Regions from separate parts of the Hordeum vulgare genome. Here region 1 is linked to region 2. The links are chromatin contacts, called in public Hi-C maps. All regions are on one chromosome and are shown on one strand. The core of a region is the stretch at or near the end of the contact, and the rest is flanking DNA. Distances in the headings are between cores, read along the strand shown.

Region 1 (5,824 bases), core at 1,014-3,513, 87 kb before region 2:
ACGGAGGCACCGTATTTAAACGTTCGGACAAGTTACGGCACTAGTTTCATGTATTTTACAAGTTTAGAAACCAAAGTGATCGTTTGGAACAAGTTAAGGATTTATCTCACTTAAAAATAACAGAGGACCAGGAGCTTTCTTGATAGTACCTTGCAATTATACAAATCCAGTACATATCTGCTGCGCAGCAACATGTGTTACACACATGTGACATGTCCGGCGACCACACCGATCAGTGGTAGCCATGTCACATCCTATGCGCTGGTACCGTAGGACAACATACAAGACAGCCAGATGCGGTGCACCCCATCAAGGTGCATGTGACACGAACTGCAGGAATTCGTCGTCGGAGAGGAGGCGGCCCATGGTGTCCGGGGCGAGGCACACCTCCACGTCCACACTGCCATCCCCGGCTTGACCGGGGAACGCCGACATCTTGCCGTCGAACTTGTTTGCTCGGCCACTCCGCACGGCCACCGCCCTGCCCCAACCGAAGTCGTTGCCGTCGTACATCGGGAACCGTGGCGAGCTCCCCATGGTGAGCGCCGCGCCGTCGGGGTTCCCCAGCGGGAAGCACCGGGGCGCCGCCTCCCAGTCCGCCGCGGCCTGCCGGATGGCGCCGTCCTCGTGCGCCACCACGGTCGCGTGCAGCCTGGCCGCCGCCCACCCAAGGTCGTGCGAAGCCAGCTCGGCCACCGTCGCCGTCGTCGCCACGCTCTGGATGGCGTTGCCGAAGTAGACCGGGGAGATCTTCGGGCGCAGGCGGTGCCGGCAGTTCACCGCCATGCGGAACGTTGTCGTCGCATCGGCAGTCAACTGCAGCCGCGCCCGCGTCACGGCCCTCCACATATGCGCGCACATCGACTGGAAAGAGGAGATCTGTCCGCCACCCCCCTGGACCTTCAGATCGTGCTCGAGCTTGCCGTTAACCTCGTCATCCTCGTTGGTCTTTCTGCAGCGGTTGGCCGCCGCCTTCAGGTCGCGAATTGCCGCAGCGCTGAAGTGGATGACTCGTTCGCGGAGGGGAGCGGCGGCGTCGAACGTCACTGCAGGGCCGTCGCGTCCGGAAAAGCGGAGGACGGCCGTGGAGCCGCCAAAGAAGTTGCGGCTGAAGTCCGGTGGCTGGACTGGCTCGCCGCGGCACAGCCCAGCCCACGTGTTGAAGAAGTGCCAAAATGAGGTGCCGTCCACGACGGCGTGGTTGGCGACGAGGCCGACAAAGACAGCGCCGTCGCCGAGCACGGTGACCTGAAACGATGTGAGCGGGCGGCGGTGGCCTTCGTAGCTGACGACGCGGTCCATGGGAAACAGATCTTTCGTCAGCCTGGTAGGCACGTCGGCGTCGGGCACGAGGAAGTCGGCGAGCGACAGAGCGGGCGCCACCGCATGGTAGAACTCGACGGCCGCGTCGTCGCACCGGATGACGATGCGGTCGTCGGGGAGCGTGACGAGCCGTCCCGCGAGCGCCGGAAACACCCCGAGCGCGCGGGACAGCGACAGCAAGAGCGACTTGACGAGGCGGGCAGTCGGCATGCCCGCGGGCGTGAAGAAGAGGCCCTTCTGAATGTAGTGGCACGAGAGCATGGGCATGTCGGAGACGGACAGCTTGAGGTCTCCAACCGGCTGAGCGCCCTCCGGCAGAACCAGATGCTTGGAGACCACGGCGATGGTCGGCGTTGGCGCGCTCGCGCAAACCAGTTGGTTTAGCACGGCCATGGACGGGGCCGGCGCAGCCTCCACCACGACGTCGGCGGTGATCAGCGGAGCCATCTTAACTGGAGTGGCTGCTGCTCTCTCGGCGATGGCGTCACACAAGATGGCGTTGAGCACTCGCTCCGCGGTCGACACGTTATATAGGCACGGAGACGGTTTTGGGTGGGTGCATCTGCCCTTCTCCTGTTCATTTCTGCGAAATGTCTGTGGGCTGTGGGCCTGTGGCTCCCGGGTATACTTGAGTGGATGTGTTGATAAGAGGTTGTTCATCCTGGCCAGAGAAAGCTGAGAACCATAGAGAAAGATGATTTACGACCAGCTCAATCGGTGCAGTGCTCACCAAACCTGTCGCTCTTGCGAGGAAAAGGTGGCGCACAAGTCACATTTGAGCGCACGTTTGCATTGGTAGGATTCTACCCAAATATGAAAAGTCTGCGGATTGGCATAGAAAATTCACACTAGCACGATATCTTTCTGATCCTCGCCAGGTAGTTTTTGACAGTGACATGCATCTTGAAAAGTGTCACTTTTTTTTCAACATTTTGCAAAGATAGTAGCGCTTTTTTTCCAGGGATTGGAATGTGGTACTTTGGCTATGTATTACATTAAATTATGTTCCTTCACATAAAACAAATATATACATATCATAAATGTAAGTGTATATCATATGACAATTTAGAAATTATTATTTGTATTTGAAAACGTTGATTGGTGTTTGTTTATCTAACAGAGTTTAGTAATTGCAGTATTTATCTAACAGAGTTTAGTAATTGCAAATACTGCAATATAAATCAAACATGAATATTTATATGTTGCTACGGGACTTGCTTGCAAAAAAATTTAAAAACATTATGTGAACATGAATATTTAAATTAATAATATAAGAATTAAAACTAGAAAATGCATATGATGTTAAATATTTATTGAGTATAAGTAGTACTCCCTCCGTTCCAAAATAACTGTCTTAACTTTGTACTAGCTCTAGTACAAAATTGTACTAGGCTTGAGACACTTATTTTGGGACGGAGGAAGTATAATATAATTAAAACATGTCAGCCTTTTTTGCATGCATGGTTGCATGATAAACTGGATAATTTCCCTAAGGCTTTGTTTGGTATAAGTGGATTGGGGAGGTTTTGAGAGAAGGGGATTTGTGAGGATTTGATGAATCCTTTCCTTTCACCCAATCCTCTTAAATCCTCGGGAATTTGCTTCCACCAGTCTGTGGAGGAGGATCCTGAAATACATGGATAGAAAAGGATTGAAGGGGAACGGAGGGGATTCGGCTAAGCAAACCCTTCTTACCAAATGGGAGCCCGAGGTTTTGTGAGGTTTCTGACCCTCCCAAGGATTTGCCTCTCGAAACCTCCTGAATCCCCCCGTATCAAACGAGGCCTACATGATTTTTGCATTGGTGAGAGGAGCATCCATCTTTCGACAAGAGAAACACGTCCCATTGAGAAGGTGAAGATTTTACTTGTCAATTTTTTTTGTTATAGACATTAACTAACTCAATAGCCGAAAATCAGGTGGATTGTTCATAGGTCAACATAGTTGTTAGTATTTCTTGCAAGGTGTGCCTATTCTTCCTTAGACACATAAAGGGGTATCTTATGGGGTTGCACGACAAGTTTTGGCATGTAATACTCTTAATTACCTTCAACTTGGTTCCCATGGACAACTCTTTCCGCAAACACTATTGAGTCTATCAAATTTATTTGGGCAGTGCTCTGCGCCGGTGCGCCTTCGGCAGGCCGCGCGCGGGCCGCACGATCCACCAACCCCCGCGCGTCTGTACCGTTGGATCTTCATGCAACATTTTTTCTCCCGATGCAACAAAAATTCGGAGCGATGCAACAATTTTTTTAACAGTTGCAAAAAAAAATATAGCAAAAAAAATCTATATGATCGTAGAAAAAAACGAAGCTGATGGTGCGTGGTAGCAAAAGTCAAACGCCGGTTGTAACAAATATCTACGTGAACGTGTATGCAACTTTTTTAATGAACAGTTGCAGCAAAAAATGATGCCGGTTGTAGCAAAAATTAACATGGTTATAGCAAAAGTAAAAAATATCGATTGAAACGAAAAATCGACGAACTGTAGTTGCAACCAAACGTATATGCAACCTTTTTAGTGGACAAATGTAGAAAACAAAAACGCTTGCAACAAATATAACGATGGTTGCAACAAATTTACACGAGAAAAAAAGCTGCATGGAAAACGTTTGTATGAGAAAAACACACGGTTGCAGCAAATTTGACGGAAAAATGTTGCAACCATCTGCCAGCGAGGCGCGCGGCCCGCGCGCGACCGGCCGAACGAGTCGGCCGGCGCATCGGGTGGAAGCGCTTACCAATTTATTTTGTACTATGGGGTTGAGTATCCTCTAAAAATATTTTTTCTTGGCACCCAAGCCTTTTAAAAGACTTTCTATTATTCTCATTATTATCTTGTTACATCACTTCTTCTATTAAAAAATAATCCCACAACAAAACTTAACTAGGGGAACAAAGAAAAACAACTCCTTCACTAATTTAACTAAGTGAATATTTTTTATAGTAGCTACCATGATTTCAGGGCTTTAATCGAGTGTTTGGTGATTTTTACTGTCATAATTATTCAATGCTTATGCATTGCTAGGATAAGGTAGTTTATGATAACTAGCAAAAGAGCCGTGCTTTGCAACGGGGAAGAAAATAAGACACAATTTTAACCCGATAACCATGACTCAAGACCTTAATAGGCCCACGTCCTTTAGTTTCACATGTTATTATATTTGTGTTGCCGACAGTGGCCTCAGTGCTCACCCAACAAAAACGTGTTTGAATGTAGTCTCTCTGTGCCTCTCTTCCTCTCCCTCTCCCCCTCTCCCCATCTCCCTCCCTCCCTCCCTCCCTCCCTCTCCCTCTCTCTCTTTCTCTCTCTCTCTCTCTCTTTCGCGCACGCGCGAGAGAGAGAAATTTTATTCACATGCACTATAGGAAAAAAACATCGAGAACCACGATTGCACACTCGCTAGGAATAAGATGAGAAATATGTTGTTTTTCCACATGAGGTTTTTTATAGGTGTGCAATCGTGGTTCTCGATGTTTTTTTTCTTTCAATCTGGTTTTAATGAGTGTTTATTTGCAATTCAGATCGCCACCAGTACGAAAGAAAAATGGATCATGCACTATAGATTAAATTTGCACCAATTTTTTAAATATTTAAAAGCTCAAAATAATACCATATTTATATTATACACATTTTTATAATCAAAATTCAGTATAATATGTTAAACTCGGAGTTGCGGTTTTGAAAATATGGATAATTTTGTTTTTTACATAAACTGTGGATTGATTAAACGAAACGTCAAGGGGTTTCTGTTAAAACAAAAAAAAGGTTTGGCTCACTTAAATACGGATGGCGGGTTGATTACCTAAAACATCCGAGGGTTTCCAAGAAAATGCAAAAAAAACTGTTTGGGTATGAGTTAAACATGTACTGTCGGTTAATTTACACAAAATTGAGGTGTTTATTTGTAAAATGGCATGAAAAACGATCAGAAATGGTCCATGCTTTATTATTAGGTAGAGTATAGAACCAAAGTTCTAATTCTTCCACCCTCGATCGTAATTAAATGAAATCGACGTCATGGACAACAACTTCATTAATAGTGTTCAAAGGAGTTTCTTCCTTGCCATTTATTACTCCTACTAGCTCATATATTATTTGCGTAACCTCTTCATTCATTTTCAATAAGATAGTTTACCATTCTAGACGTCAATCTTTCAACATGTGACTGAGCATGGTCTTGTTGCATATCTCTAGGAACTTCTTTGATGCAGTAAGTGGTTTTGCCATAATAGTTTCTCATGCATAAGTATCGACCATGTTGTGGGATGAAGGATTTAAACCATTATGGAACTATTGGATTTCGTGCTCCGTAAAATCCGAAGGATTCAAACACTGAGACGTGTAGGAAGGTCTCTCCCTGCTTTGTGTCGCCTAGCCCACTACTCGATGGGAACGATGAAGGACTCACTCGATGGCGAGGGGAACACAAAACACAACAGTTTACCAAGGTTCGGGCCAGTGCGAAGCGTAAAACCCTACTCCTGCTCTTGGTGG
Region 2 (5,293 bases), core at 92-2,591:
ACAACCCTTGAGGTTTCTTTAAGGATTTCAGAAAGAAATTTTTCATCCACTCGAGCCTCTTTATACAATTGTTTTGTTTTTTCTATGATATCAAACACACTTTTGAATTCATTATTTTAAAATCCTATATGATTCACGTTATCTCGCTTCTCCTCAGCATCTAGGGAAAACTATCCCCTCGAGGCTTCATCGGCTAGCCCGTGGATTTGTCTCTCCTCTGCATGGCGCTCCGGCGGCTAGCCCGTGGATTTGCCTCCCCTTTGCCTGGCACTCTGGTGGTGGTGGCAAGGGAAACCCCGGTGTCTTCGCCTCGGCTAGAAGTTTAGGTTATTGTTTCCTAGTCCTCGCCGGTACTGCGCTCGGGCGGATGACAAAGCTTATTCTTCGAGTTTGTCTTTCGAGCTTCGATTTTGGTTATCTCGATGTAGTCAACGGAGCTACTGCGTAGATTCCTGTCAGCTCCTATAGCAAAATTTGATATTAGTTGTGTTGGATCTATTCAAGGGTCCAATGATGACGACTGCGGGTCGAGGACGCATGCACGTAAATTTCTCGGCTATCATCGACAAGGTTAAGCTGGTTCCGACAAAGGAGCGGCGATAGTAGCGGATGGTGACTCGTTTTGATTGTTGTGATAGCCGTTCGATGGTCTAGAGACCGCGACATAATTTTTGGTATGTTCGTGCTTTGTAGAACTTTTATAATTAAAAAACTAAAAGATTCAATATAACCGGTCACTCAAAGAGCCCTCTAGGCTGTGCTCTTTATCACAGAAAAAATAGCTCAGAGATGACACATGTCATGCATCATCAAGTGCATGTTTTAACATGTCATGTACTTCCTTCGTTTTAAAATATAAGATTTTATAAAAAATATATTATAAACTACATGTAAAATAAAATAAGTAAATATATACTCTAAAATATGTCTATACATATCTATACATAGTTCATAATAAAAAAATTAAAATATCTTAGACGGTGTATTTAGGAAGGAAGGGAACGGAGGGAGTACGTGCCTGGCCAATCCCAGTTTGTCCTCCTGAGTCCTGTTACCAAATATTTTTCACTAGTGCAGATCTCGATACAATGTATGCAGCACCTATGCGATCCGCCCGCCACATGCCATGCCGGCACACACGTGTCATGCAAGGTTTCTAATTGCGCACACGAAAGCAACGGGTAGGACCTGCGTGTGCCTCTGCGCTGGGAGCGGAAACAAGATAAACGCCAGCGACTGTTCCAAACGCCGTACGAGCTCCGGTCGACCGTCCCTCGTGCGGCCTGTCCCCGTGGCCCACCGCACCGCCGCAATGCGCCAAGCCATCGAATCCCCCCGGCGGTGTGGCGTCGCTGTCCCGAGGAGGCCGTGCCATTATTAGACAAGAGCACCCGGCCGATGCGCACGCGCGGCTGAGGTTCGCGGAGGGGAGCAGCCGATGGCCCCCGGCGCGCCCGAGAGCGTCGTGGTTCGTCGCCCGCCACAGCCTTGCGGATGGAGAGGGGTGGCCGGTGACAGACACAGACAGTGTGGGTGTGCCGTTGGCCTCGATGGCCCGCGGGTCGTAGGCCAAGGCATGGAGGCGCATGCTGCTCTGCCGTTGCGCCGTATAGCTGCACGGCGACGCGCCCAGACAGGACGTCGGCCGGGAGCAGAACTGAATGGACCGTCCAAGCCATGCCCCCTAGCGCAAAAAACTGGAACTTGGGCATGTGAGGTAGAGTATGCCGTGTGATTTATAATCGGGCGATCCATTTTGTTGACGACAACTAACGTGTCGATTTAAATGAACCCGCGTACGTTTTTATCCGTATGCGATCCATCACAGACTCAAATTTAGGCTGGATTTGGGTCACCTGTCCTTCTCCCTCCCTTGGCATGTCCATCAATGACACAACACCATCGCTTCCGAAAAATGCTATTCGCCGTATTTTGCGGCAAATAGCGGGGGCTTCACACACCCCTAGACCATATTTGAGCCGGTTCAGTTTGCTTAGCCATTAGTTTTAGGAACCTTCTAGAAGGATTTCTGAACTGTTTTTTTGTCTTTTACCTTTTTTTCTTTTAATGTTTCTGTTTATTTTTTATTTCCTTTTTGTTTTCTCTTTCCTTTTTTCCTTTTCCAAGGTTATTTTATCTTTTTTCAAATAAGATGTTCAAAAATTGTTTTTCAAATTTGATTTTATGTTTTGCTTTTTAAAAAAATATTCTGACTTTTAAATAGTTGCCATTTTTTGAAAACATTCATAACTTTAAAAATGTCTGAAATTTTAAGAAAATGCTCAGTATTTTCAGAAACGTTCGTTATTTAAAAAAATGTTTAGTATTTAGAAAAATGTTCGGAATATCAAAATTTTATTCAATTTTTAAACTAAGTTTATTTTCGAAAATTGTTCTTCAACTTCGAAAATGTTCTAGCTTATACAAAATGTTCCAAATATAAAACAATTCTCTTTTTTCAAACATTGTTCATAAATTCAAAAAATGTTTTGGATTTGTAATTTTTTTTTGGTTTTCATAAAAATGATCTTGCTTTTCAAAAAATGTTCTGACATTGTCACCAATGTTCATATTTTCAAAAATTGTTCACGAATTGCAGTTCAAAAAAATGAGCCCTTTATCACAAAAGTGTTCACATTCACAAACTTGTTCTGACGTTAAAAAGAACCTTTTTTGAAAAATTAGAACATTTTTAAAAGTTATGAATATTTTTTTAGAATGTAAACATTTTTTAAAATTCGGGAACATTTTTTGAAAATACTAACACTTTATCAAATTGGTGAACATTCTTTGTAAAAATCCAACATATTTTCAAATTTTAAAACATTCTGGATTTTTGAACAATTTTGTACAATGAGAACAAATTTCAACCAATTTTGATTTATGAACTTTTTGAACTATCGAAAAAGAAAATACACAAAGAAAATAAAAAGAGAGAAATAGAAAAGGTAAAAACGAAAACGAATAGAAAAAACAGAAATGAAATAAAACGAAAAGGAAAAAACTTGAAAGCAAAAAACAAGAATCAAGAGCGTGGCCCACTTAGTCCAAGAACCCCATGTTTCGTGTGCGAAACCTCACCTACGTGATGCAGAACGCGTCCGATAGAAGTTCCCACCGTTTTCCCCTGATTTTCTCAAAAACCTTCCGTCCACTCATGTGTGCGCCCTGAAGAACGACGCACCCACCCTCGCACTACGGTAGGAAAATAGAATTTAAGACGAGAAAGCATATATAACTAGAGAGAGGTACTTAGGCATTCTTGTATATTCAATTGGATAAAGAAAATGAAAAGTCAAATAACAACAATTGGATATCCCGAAGTGAGCAAAAATATGCATACCAACATGCTCACACAATAAGATGTCAAATAAAACATGGCAAACATGCACAATCACTCTAGCATCTACCAAGCACTTTGGTGATGACAAAGTCATCTATATATGAGTATATTGACTTAGGAACCTAGCAAGAATACTTTATCATAGGTCATGCTCATCGTTTAAGCACAAGTGGGATTGCCACTTTTACATAAAACTTTCAACGTGTTCACACATTAAGAGATGCTTATACTCAAGTCTTAGAGTAAAGCTTCTCCTTGATGTGACATCACCCCTAAGAGGTATATATAAGATAACCTTGGGTTTTGTCGTACAAGACTTCATGTAGGTGTAGCGGTGATGGATGCTCATTGTTGATGGAGATCATCTTGAGTTGGGAGCAATCCTTGTTGTTTCTTACTCTCCTCGCCTACATGGATTAGTTCCAAACACAAGGAACAAATACAAGGGTATCTATGGACATGGAGTGAAGTACATGTGAGATGATGTCAATTGATACATTAATAACCTTGTCTCTTGCTTACCTTTGAGGAAATGTGTGACTCCTTGAACTAATGCATATGGTTGGAGTTGATTGCATATAGTTCTTGACAAAATAAATAAGAGTGAATTGCATTGGCGGAGTCACCCCTCAAGAACTTTTCTAGTTCTTCTTCTTGGGGACCCATATCACCTTGATGGGGATCCTTGGAGTTGTGGTAGCACTAGATGAAGTAGTGCTAGTAGTGGCCTTGGGAATCCACTTGACCATGGTTTGGGTTCTTCCTCAAATGAGTCAATCTCCTCTTGGATCTTGTCCTTGCCCTTATGGTTTTGTGGTGTAAGGTCATCTTGAGAGCTTGTTCCTTTGGGAAGAGTAGGATCATACTTCTTCATGTGGGGAACAAACTTCGGGATGGGGTATTGACCTTCTTCCATTCAACTCTGTTGGCATTGAAGTAGCCAACACCTTGCTTCTTCCGGTGTCCTCCTTGCTTGCGTACAATCTCCCTGAATTGCTTACTTCCGGCAAGACTCTTGAAGACACCTCTGTCTGTAATTCCTTTCCATAATCATTTTCTTGCTCAAGTGTAACTTGGCTAAGAGAATCATTAGTGGAATCAAGAAAGCTACTAGCAACAACATCATTTGATTTAACATTAATATTGTTCTTACTAGATGAAGAAACTTTCTTGCCTTTATTACCAACATGCTTAGGTTTAACTTGTGGAACAAAAGCAGACAAGAGTAATTGTTTGGCTAGATAATAAGAACTCTTCTTTCGAAGATCATCATTGATTGCTTTTAGAAACTCATGCTCTTGCTCTAAATTTAGCGTCTCAAAGCGTAGCTTCTCATGAGTTCTTACAAGCTCTCTATGATATTCTAGAGTAGATTCATGGGGTAACTTAATAGTGACTAATTATTTAGTTAGTCATTCAATATCTTTCTTATCATCATCATACAACTTATCTTGACTAGCATGATTATCATCAAGTTCATTTTCATTGTTAACATTGTTTTATCAAAGAGCAAGTCATCTTCTCCTAGCAAGTCATCCTAATCACTATCATCCTCATCACTGTTAAAGTCAAAGTACTCAGTGTGTGATACCTTGGGGCCTTTAGCCATGAAGCGGTTTCCAATCCCTTCATTTGGTGAATCAAATACGTCATAGGAGTTAGAGGATACGAGTGCAAGACAGGCAACACCTTCATCTTGAATATAGTCAGCACTCGAGTGGTAGCTTCTATCAGATTGGTTGTCGGACTCGGAGCCATATACCCATTCACCAAAATGAGATTGATGTCTTCTTACTGAGTGGATCTTGGTGTACTTGTCCTTCTTCTCCGATTCCTTACTTCTCCGGGAGGGTCTACTCCTTCTCTCTCTTCGAGGTGACTCTTCTCTTGAGCTTCGTGTTCTAGGTGACTCTTCTCTTTGTTTGCGGGGAGTCGAGCACTCATTCGAGT

Evidence for each region. A called contact is a pair of places that touch in the nucleus more often than the background predicts.
Region 1: a Hi-C map of seedling shows a contact between it and region 2, with 3 times the contacts expected there. The contact joins the promoter of LOC123445882 here to the enhancer-like site in region 2. A contact is called at or near these places in 3 of 6 Hi-C or Micro-C datasets (leaf and seedling).

Annotation. Positions count from the first base shown.
Region 1 is chr1H:467,696,441-467,702,264 of MorexV3_pseudomolecules_assembly, reverse strand. LOC123445882 reads right to left here and starts at 2,263. Exons shown (of 1, transcript XM_045122815.1): 1 at 111-2,263. The coding sequence starts at 1,983. The coding sequence ends at 310.
Region 2 is chr1H:467,609,054-467,614,346 of MorexV3_pseudomolecules_assembly, reverse strand. No RefSeq gene overlaps it. Among protein-coding and RNA genes, the nearest start is that of LOC123445882, 88 kb to the left of the region's middle. Within about 2 kb of position 1,341, at least 3 of the 3 cell types and tissues checked have open chromatin away from gene starts, as enhancers often do. A contact at or near this core is called in leaf and seedling, where this site is marked.